Linked DNA regions of Anser cygnoides: region 2 is linked to region 1. The links are chromatin contacts, called in public Hi-C maps. All regions are on one chromosome and are shown on one strand. Each heading gives the region's core, a stretch centred on a gene start, on an enhancer-like site or on the middle of the called end of the contact. The rest is flanking DNA. Distances are from core to core; before and after follow the strand shown. Region 1 overlaps NAV2 (neuron navigator 2). Region 2 holds the start of E2F8 (E2F transcription factor 8).

What was found. A called contact is a pair of places that touch in the nucleus more often than the background predicts.
Region 2: a contact with region 1 is called in a Hi-C map of liver, with 3 times the contacts expected there. The contact joins the promoter of E2F8 here to the enhancer-like site in region 1. A contact is called at or near these places in 2 of 7 Hi-C or Micro-C datasets (both in liver).

Annotation. Positions count from the first base shown.
Region 1 is chr5:11,993,236-12,001,078 of Taihu_goose_T2T_genome, reverse strand. All of the region lies in intron 2 of NAV2 (neuron navigator 2), which reads left to right. Among named protein-coding and RNA genes, the nearest start is that of DBX1, 200 kb to the right of the region's middle. Within about 2 kb of position 3,253, at least 1 of the 3 cell types and tissues checked has open chromatin away from gene starts, as enhancers often do. A contact at or near this core is called in liver, where this site is marked.
Region 2 is chr5:12,257,982-12,265,824 of Taihu_goose_T2T_genome, reverse strand. E2F8 (E2F transcription factor 8) reads right to left here and starts at 3,621. Exons shown (of 13, transcript XM_048050034.2): 1 at 3,059-3,621; 2 at 2,664-2,939; 3 at 2,184-2,340; 4 at 778-1,083; 5 at 1-124. The coding sequence starts at 3,100.

The DNA of each region.
Region 1 (7,843 bases), core at 2,004-4,503:
CTGGGGAGGCCTTCCTGCAGGATTATGCAATTTGTAATCAGCTAGAAGAAAATGGAAATACATTCAGGGTCACTCTGAGCTAAAGAGAAAACGCTTAATAAATTTAGCGTGCAATCGGAGGTAAAACAGTACCTCGAACCCAAATTGCATAAAAGCAATAGCCTTTTTTTATGATGGTACTTAATATTAGGCTTGTTATCTATTCTAAAGCAATTTTGTTGTTGTTGTTGTTCTCTAAAATAAAGACCCTTTAATGTCATTTCAGAGGTACAGTGATTGGGGGATTGGCTACATGTGCCTAACAATAATGTGAATGAGGCCATGTGTTGGGTTCAATTTGGTGTCAGCTGTTCATTGCTGATCTTTGACTGGTTAATTTAATGTTCTCTGACATTTGCTCAACAAGCTTATTGTTGTGTTTTTTTTGCTGACAAGTGATTGCTGATGAATTGACTGATTAGAGAATAAGGGAGTCTCAAGATAGCACAAAGCCGTATGCAACACACGGGGAGGCTGTGGATCATTTGCTAAATATTGGAAAGGGGAGGGTTATTTTTAACCCCCATGTAAAAATTATGGGTTCCTTACTTCGTTAGACATCTGCTTTACTGGTTAGACACAACTGATGCTAATTGCGTTTAATTCTGCCGTGGGGTGGTGGCCAGTCCCAGTGTTTTAAGGACTTTTATGAGGTCTGTCAGTCTTAGCCGGGTGCACAGAAATGCCAGTCCGCTAATCTGATCTTGGGTTTATTTGCTTTTTTGAGACAAGCATCTCCAGAGAGATGGGAAAACCAAATGTCAGAAGCATGAAGCAGGTGTCCCTGAAGCATTTGCCAAGCCCTCCCGTATCCATTAACTGTACCTGAGCACTATCTTCTATCTTATGGAGAGAAAGCATAACAGATTGTACCGAATAGACACACATGCTAAAAACACTGCATAGACTAATTCATTTAAATAGGATACTTGAATGTATTGTTTACTGCTAGTTACACTAAATTAGGAAAAATCAGTAATGCATAAATACAGAAACAACAGATGTGCGACATGAAATTATGCAGAAACGTTTCATTCAGAATTGTACTGATAATAGCTTATTTTCTGTGTTACTGGTTTGCTGGACAAGTGCTAGCATATAAAACAGCACAGGCTTCGCTCCTCGCGCGACAGGTGAGTGCTTCTCTTGTCCATGGCTTGGTGTTACTCGCTGAGGAGTTGGTGGACTCACGGTTGGTCTGGTTCAGAGCACCCAAAATCAGCATTATTCTGGTCTGGGGTTTTCATGGCTATGGTCACTTCAGGGTCACCTCGTGGTCTGAAGCTTGAAGTACAAGATTTCTTGCAAGATATTAAAAAAATAAAGCCCCACAACAACAAAACCCCTTGGCCAGCCTATTTTTAAAGGCATTATATATCAGTGAGAATGCTATTTACTTGAGATGCCTCTCACGTTTTAAAACTGGGGTTGTAGACTGGTTACTGGCAGCTTCTTCCAGAATCTCTTCGTCTCCTAGATAGCGTTGGGATCCCAAGTAGATGAGCTGAAACTAATTTCTGTAAGGATCTGCTTTTCCCAACTCCTGCTCTAAATATAAATTTGCCGTGTGGAGCAGAGCAGCTGCTGCCTTTGTCAGCTTTTGCATAGTTCAGTGAGAATTTTTCTTTATTGGCCTTTGTGTCGGAATTGCTGTTAGGGACAAGGGTGTGCTCCTTTAATGCGTGCCTGTAAACATCATTCAGCTCAGCAAGGTCCTTACAACGATGCCCACGCTTTGAGTTGCAATGGGGCTGGCCCCAAACAGCCCTCGAACTGTCACTTGCCTGAATCTATCGTTCGGGCTGTCACGGGGTGCTACCAGCTTTTGCAACCTATTTGTTATTTCGCTCGGGCAGCCTGGTGTATTGTAGTGGTAAATGCAGTCGCTAGCAGGGGACTGATGGCAGGCAGTCTTGTTAATCACGGGTCCAACACTGACAGCTCACTGCAAGAGATATATGGGAAATTATTTGTAGAGACAAAAATGGATCATCCGCAGCATCCTAGTGATTAAGAGATCATACAAATGAAACTTGGAACAGTAGCGTTGCAAAGATGTTAGAAACAACACTGCAAAAGCAAAGGTGTTAGGAAATCCTCTAAATGGCCGCTTTTTCACAGAGGAAAAAAAAAACGAGGAAGAGAAGTCTTACTTTTAGGATATTTTAATAGCAATTTTATATTTCATTTGCAACAGCTATCTGCGTGTGACTGAATTGATTCACTAGAATTCCAGGTTTTACACAATGCTCTTAGCCTGCCTTGTTTTTTTTTTTTTGTTTGTTTTTCTCTAGTAGTTAATGGTTAATTTCTGGATTAAGATTTTAGGATATATGTACACACGCTTTTTTTTTTTTTAATCTAGCAGCATGCTCTTTGTTCCACATTCCTCCAACCCTTGCTCTAGGCAAAAAAGAAAAACTGTTTTTGCTGAAGCCCGTAAGCCTTGTTTCTATGCCAGTAGCTTCTGTCCTGAAGGATGGCCAGTAAATTGCTCTGATTTTATCTGCAGTTAGGCCAGTGGTCTTAGCGGATGTTACTTGAAACCATGCTCAGTTTCATACGTACGTGGGCTTTGACCTGCATCCTTTGTGAACATTTGGCCATACATAAGTATATATTTATATATATATATGTATATAGTGTGGATCAAAATGAATGTTCTTGTCTGAAGAAAAACTAACTTTTTTTTTCCTTTACAAAGTTGAAAGGAAAAAAAAAGTCAAATGCATAATATCTTTGGGCCCCAGTGAAATGACCGCGGTGAATTAGTTACTTGGTTTCATTCCCTGTAAATTCCCTATTAATTTTCATTGCCTTAAACCTGCAAGTCAGCTAATTGTAAGAACGTTAAGTCTGCTGGAGTGACACCATCCTATGTGTAGGTGTTCAGGCAGAAGCAGGACTTGACATGGGAAGCTAAACACAGGATCTAGAACCAAACACGGGATTATGTAGGCAGACATGAAATTACACAGGAGCTTGCATGAGGGAGGCCCTTGTGAGTGTAGTTGGCTGTCATGGCTTTGTGCTTCCTGAATTTTCCACAGCTTGCAGGTGTTTTGGTCAAGCTCCTTGCTGCCAAGCTAAGAGTATTAATAATAACAGAATATTTCAACCATCCCCATTGAAAAAGCTGTGCATCAACAGAGATCACGAGGAGCTACACTATTGAAGTCTTAGCCCGGTAGACCGTCCTCTTCAAGACTTAACACAAAACTATTTAATGGGAATTGTTAAAATCTTTTGTGCTGAAAATAAATGATGTCTACAACTGATCTGCCTCCTGACAGTACATATATTTCTGAACAAAGCTTCAGGAACAGAGCGAAAATTACTTTGTTTGTTCAAATGATTTTTAGGAAGGTGCAGGCGGCCTTCAGGTGGCTGCTAGCTATGCGAGGAAGCTCTCGTGCAGAGATGGCTCTGCCTCCTGTGCTCATGGGGATGGAGCCTTTACTTTCATGTCTCGGTCAGCACTAAAATATTGTCTTTAACTATTAATCACTAGCCTGTTGTAAATTTTGCTAGACTGAATCTCTTTTAAAAGAACTATCTGTTGTAGAAGGCTATGTTAGAGGTTCAGTATCAGAAATTTTACTAAAACCCCAGAGCGTTGATTTCAATCACCAGATCAATGAACGCACAGGCCGGTGTCGCTTCAGTGAACCTCTCTAATTAGGAGATGGGATTTGCAGCAGCAGATTTGGCCGAAGGTCTACTGCAGCTAGCATCCTGCCTCCGGCAGTGCCCAGTGCTGGCTGCTGGGCTGGAAGTCAGCTCCCCCTCTTGTGGTGCAGTAGGTCAGCACCGAGAGAAGCAGCAGAATCTCTTCTGTGTCATGCAGAAGATGGTTCTTCATCCCTGAAACAGTGGATGAATAACAGGGGTCTTGGCAAGCATATCTGTAAATGTCCTTTAGGGATGAAGATGCTCATCCTCTTATGCAGCCTTGAACTGTAATTGGTAGCAGAGGTTAGCCATTTCCTCGTAGGAGGGGAATTTCTTAAATTCTTCATAAATACACAAATACACGAATGGTGACTATAGAAGTCTCTGTTTTAATGACACAGACTATGGTGGAAAAAGGGGAACTAGCCAGTTTTCACCGTAACCTTTGTACTTGAGAACCTTTTTCCTCTGTTCCCGTATTTCCCGTGGTGTGTGTGCATCGTACATCGGCACACTGCCCTTCTCTGAACGTTTTATTTTGATCTGGTGCCAAATGTGCAGCTTCAAACCCTGCCAATTGCCTTCTAACTATATAATTGGCATATAGATCATTTTATAGAAAACACTCCAAGCCCTCTAAATGGAAGCAGGAGGAACTAAGCTGAAAGCAGGGTCATCATTAGAGAATTTAATTTAGGAAGTTAGCAGTCAGTAGAAGATTGAGTTAGATTTATATCTGTGAAACAGATGGCCAACTGCAAGATGATTACGTTAGGTTTATTATGTTTGTGGAAATTAATTCAGCACTTTATTTTTTTGTTGTTGTTTGGGGGAAGAGAAAAAAACTTGTGTGATTTGGTAACCTCTTAGCAGGAACAATTTCTGCAGACCACCATATTCTTCCGTGTAAAATATGGCAAAGCCGTAGGATCACTGGGTACGCGGGAAGCTTTTTGCTGGAGCCAAGTATCTGGTACATGTAGCAACATAGTAAAGGACATTACAAAACTGAAATGCTGCCACCTATGGATAAGTGGTTGTTAGTATTTCCAAATGCAAGCGTGTTACCTCTCAATCTTATCGGCAAAACGTTTAGGGCCAGATACCTGTGTGGGGTGTATGTCCCCATCTGCCTGCCTACGCAAATACATAGCTGTGTGCGTTTCTTCTTCCCTCTTTCCCATTGAAAGGTGAAGATCAGATTTTAAAGTGCTGTAAATCTAATATTAGTTGAGGTTTTTAAGATGTGTCTGAAGTTTTCTGAAAACTTGGCTGTTGATTTTGATGGCTAAATGGGAGCTGAGCTCTTGTAATCCGGCTCTAATTGGGATGCCGGACCCTTCTGAGATTCTTCGTCTTGTTGTGCGTCTCTGGGAGCCAGTCTTTGCCATACAAATTAATGCTCTGCTGTCACAAAGTATTTTTCACTGTGTTAAAAATGCAGCTTAAAATAAAAGGAGGCCTTTCAAAAGTAGGTCACACCTAAGATTTGTCTAGCCAACTGTCCCACTTCTGACAGTGCCTGAGAGCAGGAGCGATGGAAGAGCACTGGAAATAGAAGCATTAGTGGAAGACACGCAAGAAAAATTTAGAAAGATAATTGGCCTTCTTATTCTTCCTGTTGCCATTAATAATCTTTAGAAATTCTGGAATTAATACCTAATTTTCTAATGATCCATTTCAGTACAGCATTCCTGTTCAGAAAAGTTAAATGTGTATTAAGTTTTCTCAAAGTAATTGAGGCTCGAGTACGGGCTTGAAGTAAGTGTGTGGTGAAATGCTGCCTCAAGTTTGGATCCTGTTTTCTCCTTTATTTGTTCGTTCCATCTCCAGGTTTTGCATTCATTTTGCATGGGGGTTATAGCAATGAATAGGTTGCTGGGCTTCTTAAATTTTGGGGGTGGGGATGGGGCAAGGAAAGAAAGGCAAATGCCTTATTTTGTTATAATTCAGCATGGTGAAATACGTATTGTTGCAGAAACACACAGATCTCAGCTCTGACTCTCTTAATTTTGTGAAGCTTAATAAGATTGCTTAAAAGCTGAGATATATATATATATTACAGTTGATTTACATTCTTCGCCAGGGATACTTCCTGTTTTCCTAGTATGACCTTACTTGCTTGCTCTTCCCCCTATTGACAGAGATGTGGATGCTGTTAGTACACAGCACTGGCAAGTGACATTGATGGGATAAAAGCTGAGAAATTGCATTATGTGTTTTTTTTTGTTTTGTTTTTTTTTGTCTTTGTTCAGGTGTTGTCTTTTTCTCCTTTGGACACCTTGAGCTCTTTCTTTTTCTCTTGATGTAATTATCAGGCAGGAATGCAGGAATGGAACAACACTTTTTTTTTCTTTTTTTTCCCCTCCCTCTGATTTTGAGGTACAAACATAATAGTGAATCCATAGCCAGGCAGACAGGGAATATATCATGCTTTAAAAATGGTGGTGTCTTCAGCCTCCCTGCTCTTCTCACAGTCTGAGCTCAGCTCCGTGCAGCTGCAGTGATTTTTTGTCCATCTGTTGGTTACCTCTTGCTTTGCGTCCTTCCAAGTTAGAGAGAGCACTGCCTCGCACCAGCTTCCGGCAGCTTTGCCAACTCCAGAAGCATTGCCTTTCAGAAAAAGTCTTGGACTCTGAACTAAACAACATTTTACAGAATGAGAGCAGCGCAGGTGATGGATTGTGATGAGGGGCATCAGCCAGCCGGTCCCCCGGGTAGGAGGATAACTTTCAAGTGTGGGTATGGACTGAGCCTGCTTGATGAAGCATGAACCAGACCAAAGGGAACGCTGTCTTGTCCTTCCTGGCTAAAAGAGGAGTAGGATTTGGTCTACAGGGTCAGACAAAGGCCAATTTTTGTAGCTGCTTAGTCCCCACAACAAATTCCTTTTGTTAATAATTAAGGGAATTCTTTGTAATGTTTCTGTCCTCGCTATTGGGATCACTTTTGAGAACTCTTCATCTTCACACTTTGCTAAAAGTTGAAATGGTTTAGTTAAGTGCCTTTGGGACCAATTTCATTTGGAGTTGCTTCATAACTGTGAGCATTGTTTTTGGTAACTATTAATTAATGTTTTGTTAATTAATCCTGATAAATTCTTTTTTGAAAAGCAATCAGGAGAAAATAGACTGCAGGAATGAGTTTGTGCTCGGGATGCTTGCTACGTGGCAAATCAGGCTAAATTTCCAGCCCTCTTCAGAGTTTGATAATCCCTTACCCTGCCTTTCTCAGAGTCCATCACAGCATTAACAGGTGAGCTGCCTGCCCAGAGGAGATGCTTCTGAAGTCAGACAGGTTTGTGAGCCCAGGTTTAAAAAAACAGAACAACAAAAAAAATCCAAATGAAACTGTTGTTTGGAACAGCCGGTTACCTTTTACACTTTTTCTGAATAGAGATAATCAGTCCATCTTGGTTAGACAATTTCAGAAGCTAGCTGTCGTAGACTGGGCATGCCAAAATTACATTGGGATTTGGGAACTGACCATGCTGAGTATTGTAGCACTAGCTGCACAAAGCAGCCATGTGTATTTAAGACTGCAGCACCCTGAAGTAAGATGTCCTGCCTCAGTGGGCCTTCTTTCTGGTGCTAACCTCCCCGCTTCTCACCGTGCCATGCCTATTGCAAAATGCTAAATTATTGCTCATAGCTCAGTCAAGCGTTACCCTGGCACATCAGAGGCACGGTACCTGGTGAAAAGTAGTGCGTTTATTTGACGGTGCATCTGGAGGGCTATTCTTCCCCCACCTCCCCAAATCAAACAAAAACCTCTGGGGGCAGAGTGGCCTTTGCTGGAGGCGAGAGGTGGTGTGGAGACAGCGTGGCTATGAAGTTATTTGCTTTTCCTGAAGCGATTAAAAGACACACATAGGTTTTATTCTGTCAGAAGTGTGCCTCTTGAAGAACAAACAGCTGAAGTGTCAGACATCTGTCCTTCAGCCTGGCAAGAGGGGAGCTGAAGCAGTCGTTGCTTCGCACCTTGTCAACATTTGCAACGTTATTTTTTTTAAATATATTAAAAAGAAAAAACGAGCAAGGCAGTTTACAAAGGCCAATTCTCTACTCCTAAAGAACGCCAGCAACGTGATCAGTTCATGATACGTGGGGTGACTTGCATGCTGTGTACACCA
Region 2 (7,843 bases), core at 2,372-4,871, 260 kb before region 1:
TCTCCAATCAAGATTTTAGCAGCAACTTCAAGGCTTACTATTTGAGGAGTTGATACAAGAAACAGCATCACAAATTTCTGACTCATCACTCGTAAAGACTTGTCTTTCCTGCTGTTTACTGATGCTGCAGCAGACAGGAAAAAAGGATTAAAGCATTAAGTGATGTGGCAGCTACAAACACTTTTAAAAACACTGAAGAAATTTGTCAGTAATAATGCTGAGAACAAACAATACGGCAACTAGGCAGAGCCAACACGGACTCCAGAATTGAGTCTCTACATGGCAAGAATCAGGTAATTAGGTGGATACCATGTCTAACTACACAGCAAAGAGTGTGGTGTCTCCCTTGGTATACCTTTCCTATCATCTGACTTGTACTCTCAAAGATGTTTGACTGTAGATTGTATAACATATTTAACAATTGTTAGTGAGCATTTCTTCCATGAATCAAACCTAAATTTTAAAAAATAATAATTAATGGTGTCATGTATACTTTTGCTTCTATAACATCCTGCAGTTTGATTATATGTTGAGTATGTTTGTTAGTTTCACCTGTTGTCCCCTCCTTGTTCTTGCCCCCTAAAAGTAAAATACCTGTGTAAGAATTGAATAGGACAACTAGAAGAAGGTAGAGCACTTCCTCCAGCCATGAAGAGATGTGGTGCTTTTCAGGCAGTAGCATTTTAGAAAAAAAGACCAATAAGTGTTTTTTCCATGGGCATAGATATTTATAATATACTTATATGTATTCTTCTTGGCATTGTAGAGAAATATTACCAGCACGAAATTCCATTCCTGGGAGCTCGACAAAACACATTTCTGAATGCTCATTTGAGACAGAAGACCTCTCCATTTCTTCATTTCTTTCACCATCTAAATCAAATTCATGCTCATACTCTCTTTTCTTGATCATCTGAATTTGTTGTGTGTATTTGTTCTCTTCTCCAACTTTTTTCAAGGTCTGCAAGGTTTTGGTGAGATTATGTCGCCCATGCCAAGCATATCTGTTTTTGGCAAGGCGTCTCACCATGTGTAGGCTCTCTAGCACGTTCACGATATCATATATTCGTCTACGTTCAACATCTAAAATAAAGAAAAAAAAGGAAGATCAACATGGTATCTTTACTACCATGTTTATTACTTTACTTTTCATTCATTTACCTGATACGTGGCTTGCACAGAAAAAGGAACAGTTTCTCATACTTCCCCCTCTTGATATAATTCTAAGACATTTTCACCAATTCCTAAGTACCAGCTTCACTGAAAATAACTCTCACAGATCTTGCAGGCAAGAAAACAATTCTTGTTTCAGGCATGGCAAGGACTTGCCCTTCCAGACCAAGTTGTTCTTGTACTTGTATGTCTTGTACTGTAGACCAAGTTATTCTTGGTCTACAGTATAGACTAAGAACTAAAACTTATTATTACCAGTAATGCCATTAGATGGGTCTCAGTACAGCTTTAAAAAAAAAAAGCATTTTTAATTATTCACTGCATCAATTTCAGATTGCCTTGTTAATTACTCTTGGAAACGCACGGTAAACAACTGTTTTGTAACTTGCTTTCAATGCTATTCTGTTAACATACTAGCCTTTTCTCTGTTGTCTATTCAATCATCATTTTTGAGCAGGTGTTTTCTAACAGATGATATTTTGTACAAAAATGTATCGATAGAATTTGCAGTTCATCCAATCTGCAGGATACTGTATTCTCATAGCTCTTACAGAAAAAAAGCTTCAGCTGCTAGCAACTTGGACTCTCAATAGATCATTGGTGTGATACAAGATAGCAGAAAGTAGTTTCTTGCTTTGATGTTACGATTGGACAGGAAACTGTGGGCTCAGCCTCAGAAATGCTAGCTCCTGACAGAAAAAAATCAGCCACGAATCTTAGCCATCGTTTCTAGGTTCAAAAAAACGCAACTGGTTATTTGCGGTATCTGCAGTAATGTAGACGTTTAATCTCAAACATCATTCAGAGTTTCTTAATTCAGTTCACTGAGCAAACTTTAGCTTCTTAAAAGAACCGTGGTAAGAACGAAGACTTTAAAGCTGCATTTAGGTAAACGTGAGAGCATACAGAAAGCATTTATAGTTTTATGGAGCTAAAAAGTACTGAACACAGAAGGGTGGTTTATTGGCACATTTGCATGAGGACGTATAATGGCATATACAGCAACTTACTAAGCTCTTCAGCTACTTCGTCAAGGCAAATATAAGTATTCTCTGCAGTGCTGGGGTAATCAGGATATCGAGCTAAGAATTTATGACACAGTAATCCTAGGCTTTTCTCCTTGCGACTTGGTTGCGATTTTTCATATTCATCTCCCGATAAGTGCTCCTACCCAGAAATAAGAAAAGAGAACTTGAAACATTTTTACAACAAACGTGTAAATATATACATTTAACAGCTTTGTTGTGGGCACAGTCAAAGCTCAACGTTCCCCCTTGGTCCACAACAGCTGTGGAAGAAGAAGTTTGCCAGTTGTGTGTAACAATGTGATGTTGTCAGTTACATTTGTAAACGCTACAAAATCAGAGCTGGAAAGGAAAAGTTGCGGTACGTTAGCTTGGAAGTTTTAATACTGAATAAACAGCCTTCAGCTAAGTTTTTTTTTTTTAAAGAAAAGAAAAAGAGGTAGAGAGGAGACCTTCAGAGCATACCTGCGAGCAGCGTTTGGGCTGCAGGACCTCACCCGCGGCGTTTGACAGCTCCTTCCTCTGCTCCCTGCTGCGGATCTCGGGGCTGGCGGCGCTGATCAGCATCTTGAGGTTGGAGGTCGGCGTCCAGGGGTCCGCGGGCAGGCTTTCCTTGGGCTTCGGGGGCGTGGCCAGGGGCTGACAGCCGGGCTGCATCTCCGCCAGCACGGACGGCGAGGCGGCCGCTTGCTTCAGCGGGGTGCCCGGCACGGCCCCGCGCGGCTCGGCGGGCCGGTTCTCCTGCGCCACGGGAGCGGAGCGCCGTGAGGCGACGAGCCCCGCGGCTCCCGGCCTCCCGCAGCCCCCCGGGGGCCGGCCGAGCCCTGCCCGCGCTCACCCCGCCGCCCCCAGCCCCGTACCTTGTCGTCGGCGCCCGGCTCGGCGCCGCGGGCTGCCTGCATCCTCGCGGGGGGACCACGCTCCGGCCTGCGGGGCGGGAGGGAGGGAGGAGGGAGGGAGGAGAGGGCCGTGAGGCGGCGGCGGCGGCGCCCCCCCCTCCGCGACCCACCGGCGCCTCCCGCCTCTGGGCCCGGCCCGCGCCCGCCGCCCAACGGCCCGGCCCCGCCCCGCCCATTGGCCGCCGCCAGCGGGCGGGGCCTCGCGGGAGCCGCTTTAAACACCGGGCGCCGCGCCCGCGCCAGGAGCGCCCCTGCGCGGAGCACCGGGGGCCGGCACCCACCCGCCCGCCGCCGATTTGAATCGAAGGCGCTGAAGCCGCCGCAGCGGGGCGGGGCGGGGCAGCCAATGGGCGCGCGGCACCGCGGCCCGCCCGGCCAATCGGCGCGCGCCCTCCTTCCCTCCTCCCTCCCGCCGCGGCCAGGCTGGGGGTTGGCGGGCTGGCGGCGCGGGAACCGGGGCGCGCGGGGCGGCGGCGAGGCGGGAGCGCGGGGGGGGGGGGGGGAGCGCGCGGCGCTCCCCAACGGCCGTGGCGCGCGGGGCGGGGCGGGGCGGGGCCTCCCCTCAGCTCCCCTCAGCTGGGGCAGCGATCGCGGGGCCGCCTCCTGCCCCTGAAGGCTGTCCCCTGCAGCCAGCCGTCCTGTCGGCTCCTGCCGGCGCTGGCTGCCCCCGCCACGTCTGTTTTTTAACTAGAAAAGCGTCGCGGTTGGCACCAGTGCCCAGTTAACAGGCGGGTTCCCTGACGCCTCGCCCCGAAAGCCCTCACGCGGTGGTTCTCCTGAGGGGGTTCTGCGTGTGTTTGCCAGCTCCGAGCCCCCGCTGCCGCACGTCAGCGTCCCGCCGTGAATACACAGCCTGGCTGAGCCGAAGAGTTACTCGGAGCGTCGTCGTGGGGGTTAAAGATTGCGTGTGGCGCGCCTTGGCGGTTTAACCCAGTCCAGGGAACGATAAACCGGGATTACAGGGAAGTTGGTAAATGAGTCAAGAGTGCCTAAATTGCAGTGCTTCTGCTGCCTGAACTCTAGGTCAACACGCATTCTTATCTTCTCCACAGATAAGTTTTTTCTTCAACAGCATAGCTATGCGCTATGCTAAAGAAAGCACTAATCTGCTTTGTGTGCCCTGCTTATAGTTGTACTTCTTGAACAAACACCTTGTCAACGGCTTGGTTTGAGTGTGGTCACAAGGCAAAGTCCATCACTTTATAGCTGTGTACTTTCTGGATGTGATGCTGTACTCCTGTCAGGTTGAATTGTAACTACTGGCTTACGTAACGAAACGCGTGAAGAGTTGCACTGAAATAACTCTTACCAGGTAATTCTGTGTATAAGATCTTACCGCGAGCTCCCCAACACTGCATGAAGAGGCAGCCAGTCAATTAATGCATGTTATCTCTTTATTCTGATTAATGCAGCTCTTTTAATCTATTCTGCAGGCAAAATGTCAGAATTTGAACTCATTACAGAAAAAATAATAATTCTTACACATCATTCCATTATCCTATCAATGTCTGTAAACGCCTGAAGGGAAAGTGCAAGCAAGGCAGAGCCAGGCTCTTCCCAGTGGCGCCTGGTGACAAGAAGAGGCAATGGGCACAGACTGGCAGGCAGAGGCTCCCCCTGAACATCAGGGAGCGCGTCTGTGCTGCCGACTGTCCTCCCTGAGTTGTTCACGAGCTGCTGGACATGGTCCTGGGTACCCTGCTCTTCTCTGGGTGTCCCTGCTTGAGCCAGGAGATGCGGACAGATGGACACGGAGGTGCCTTCTCACCTCAGCCATTCTGAGACTTGTAATCATCAGTATTGCTGAGTGCGTGTCTCCACCGGAAAAGTGAAAAAGACAGCACTGATGTTATGTGAATTTAAAAGATTTGGTGGTTTGTACAACCCAGTGGGCTTTCCTGCCCACCGCCTGGCTGTTCTTTCAGGCTGCTTTCCTCAAGGAACTGTTTCACAATCACCCTTTCTAGGGCTGTGATTGTGAATTTGCAAACAGCAGCCACCTGTGGAAGCAGGAAAAGTGCCTGAAATTAAGCATCCAATTCCGTTGGTGAAATACAGCTTGTGGGAATCCTTGCAAATGGTGCTGTGATTACGTGTATCTCGTAATTGTTTTCTTGTAGTACTTCATTTTCTTAGACAAGTGAATTTTAAAGGCAATAGGTAACAATCTTAAATTATGCCTTAATATGTGCCTGATGGGCACCTAGGTGAACCTACAATCTTCTGCAGGTATGAATTCCTAGTCAAGTTCATGATATAAGTATACCTTGAAATACCGCAAAAGTCTCCCAGAGTTGAAACAAGTATTTGGTACCTTAAGTATGGATAAGAAAATTCATTTATTCAAAAACAATGAAAAAAGGAAGAGTAGATTCTAAACTAAAATGTAGTGATTGAAAACCACTATATTTTCCTTATTCAGATGTTTCTGTAATGTTAATTTCTTCAGTCACTTCAAAACTCTGTAGTAACTAGGATTATAACTTTTATACTCTGTTGCTCTCATCTTTGCTTGGGTTATGTTGTAACAAAAATATATATTTGTTTCAGAACTACCGATAAAGTTTTCCAGCGTGTTAGGATAACTTAGGACCATCTCTCTCAGGAATGGCATCATCACTTGGGCTTGCTAGAGGTCAGACTTCTTTTACTCCTTTGTGTCTACTAAGAGACGGCTGATATATCACATAGTTGTGCTTGAGGTGCTGTTACATGTCATACTACCCAGAAAAATTACACGATTAATTTCATACAGCACATAACACAAAATACTTAAATTATTAAAAGTGACTTTCAAAGATGAAATATTTGCAGTAGAGAATCAATGATAAGCAATGTGATAGGTGGGTTTTCAGTCGGCCGCAATGTCTAAAAGTGATCTCGTGTATTCTCTCCACCCTGTATGTCTATAGGCAGGGGCATACAGCCCACGCAGCCTGGGCAGTCAGTAAGATCAGCTGTGCTAGAGACACATGCAAATTGAGTTGTGTATAGGTACCCAGAGGAGTCACTGCTGACGCTTTCCTGCCCTGGAACTGGTGCCCTTGAGGAGGGAAAATGAGACTAATGCCTGGCAGCTCCAATCTGGCTGCTGCAGCAGCATGGAGGCAGCTGGGTGCGGGTTGCAGCACCCCGGGGGCGGTAGGTGGCAGTGGCTGATCCAGAAAGTGCTGCGGCATGCTGCTCTCCAGCCTTACCTAATTTTGTATTCATTAGTCTGCGTGAAATTAAATCATTTAAGGCATGTTATTGCATGACTTGATTCAATTTTACTTCAGTTTATTTGCTATCACTTGTTACGTTATCTTCTGAAACAAGGGAAATTAAATCAGTTGGTCGAAATCTTAGGTGAAAGCTAGAAAGGAAACAAGCATTGCAGAAACTGGAATTCCTTAAAAACAAATGTTTTTTTTAAGCATGCTAATATCAGGCAGTGCTAATTAAAGCTTAATGCATGCACCAGAAACTACACTGGAAGAATATTAATAAGATGGTAAAAGAAATGTAGTGCTTAGGTGCTTCACTTCTGCAGGTATGTTCCCTCTGTTGTGATGGTTTATCAGGAAAAGAATATAACAGCACAGAACCAAATGCACCTGAGGTGCAACAGGGCACTGAGCTGTTAGCATTGTTACAGGGCATACAGAGCAAAGAGGTCAGAGTACTCAAGGTACAAAACATGTTTCTACTTCAAATGCCTTCTACTCTTTGTAGTCAAACATCTTACAGGAATCATATCTGAATTATTTTAGTGTATTTAACATAAATTTTGTTATTTCAACATTTGAGAGATGAGCTGTCTAAGTGAGATTTATGGCCAGTTAAGTGAACTGGTGTTTTTAAGAGTGGAGAGGATTGCTACTTGCCAAAAAGAAACATACAGACAGATCTTTCACTGTAAATGTTACTTCCTGATCCAAATTTAAAGCACAAATTTGAGCAAAGGCCTGTTTACTTCATGTCCTTCAACTAGAGAATTACATTTAGATGTAATAGATTTTTAAAGGGAAAACTACATTGTGTGGTTTCCACCTAACTTTCTGAAGTCAGAAGTTCATGGGTCAGCCAAAATACGGGCTCATCGCTCTTCTGAAAATAAATTGTTCTAATGGTGTCAGAACCCACAGCACTTCTACAAAACCTGCAGATCCATTGCACGTTTCATGTATTGGTCGTACAAGGATCTATCCCGAAGGCTTCCGTGTTCATCAGCCCAAGCTTCTGCACGTTAGATATCCTCTCAGCAATGGTGATTGAGAGAGTGCTCATGAAGAGAGGAACAATAAGAAGGGGCTGAGAATTGTGTAAAAAGTGAAAAATGTCAATATCGTTTGTATACAAACAAAGAAGTTATGAGGGGCTGTGATGGTACTCATTTCCAGCTGTGGTACGTAGAAAAGAGGTGTTCTTTCAGTGCTAGGTAGATAGCACCAGCTAACATTGTTATAGATGATGTTACAAGCTTTGTTGTGCTGCCCTGAAGGTTATTGTTACATACAGGTCAAGCCCGTGTGATGTTATTAGTGTCTGACTTTGCGGTTCCAGCAGAAATTTGGAATGTCTATGCCATTAAAAGGTAATTCCCTGCCAAAATATTGTATGTGGTAGAGCAAAAATAAATAGAGCTTGTTTATTATATTGTTGTTCGCAGGAGCCTTTGGAAGACCTGATTTCCCTAAGTGTTTGTGCTACTGAAATCACTTCCATTTAATTTCATGTAGTTAGTGTAATCAAAAATGGGTTCTT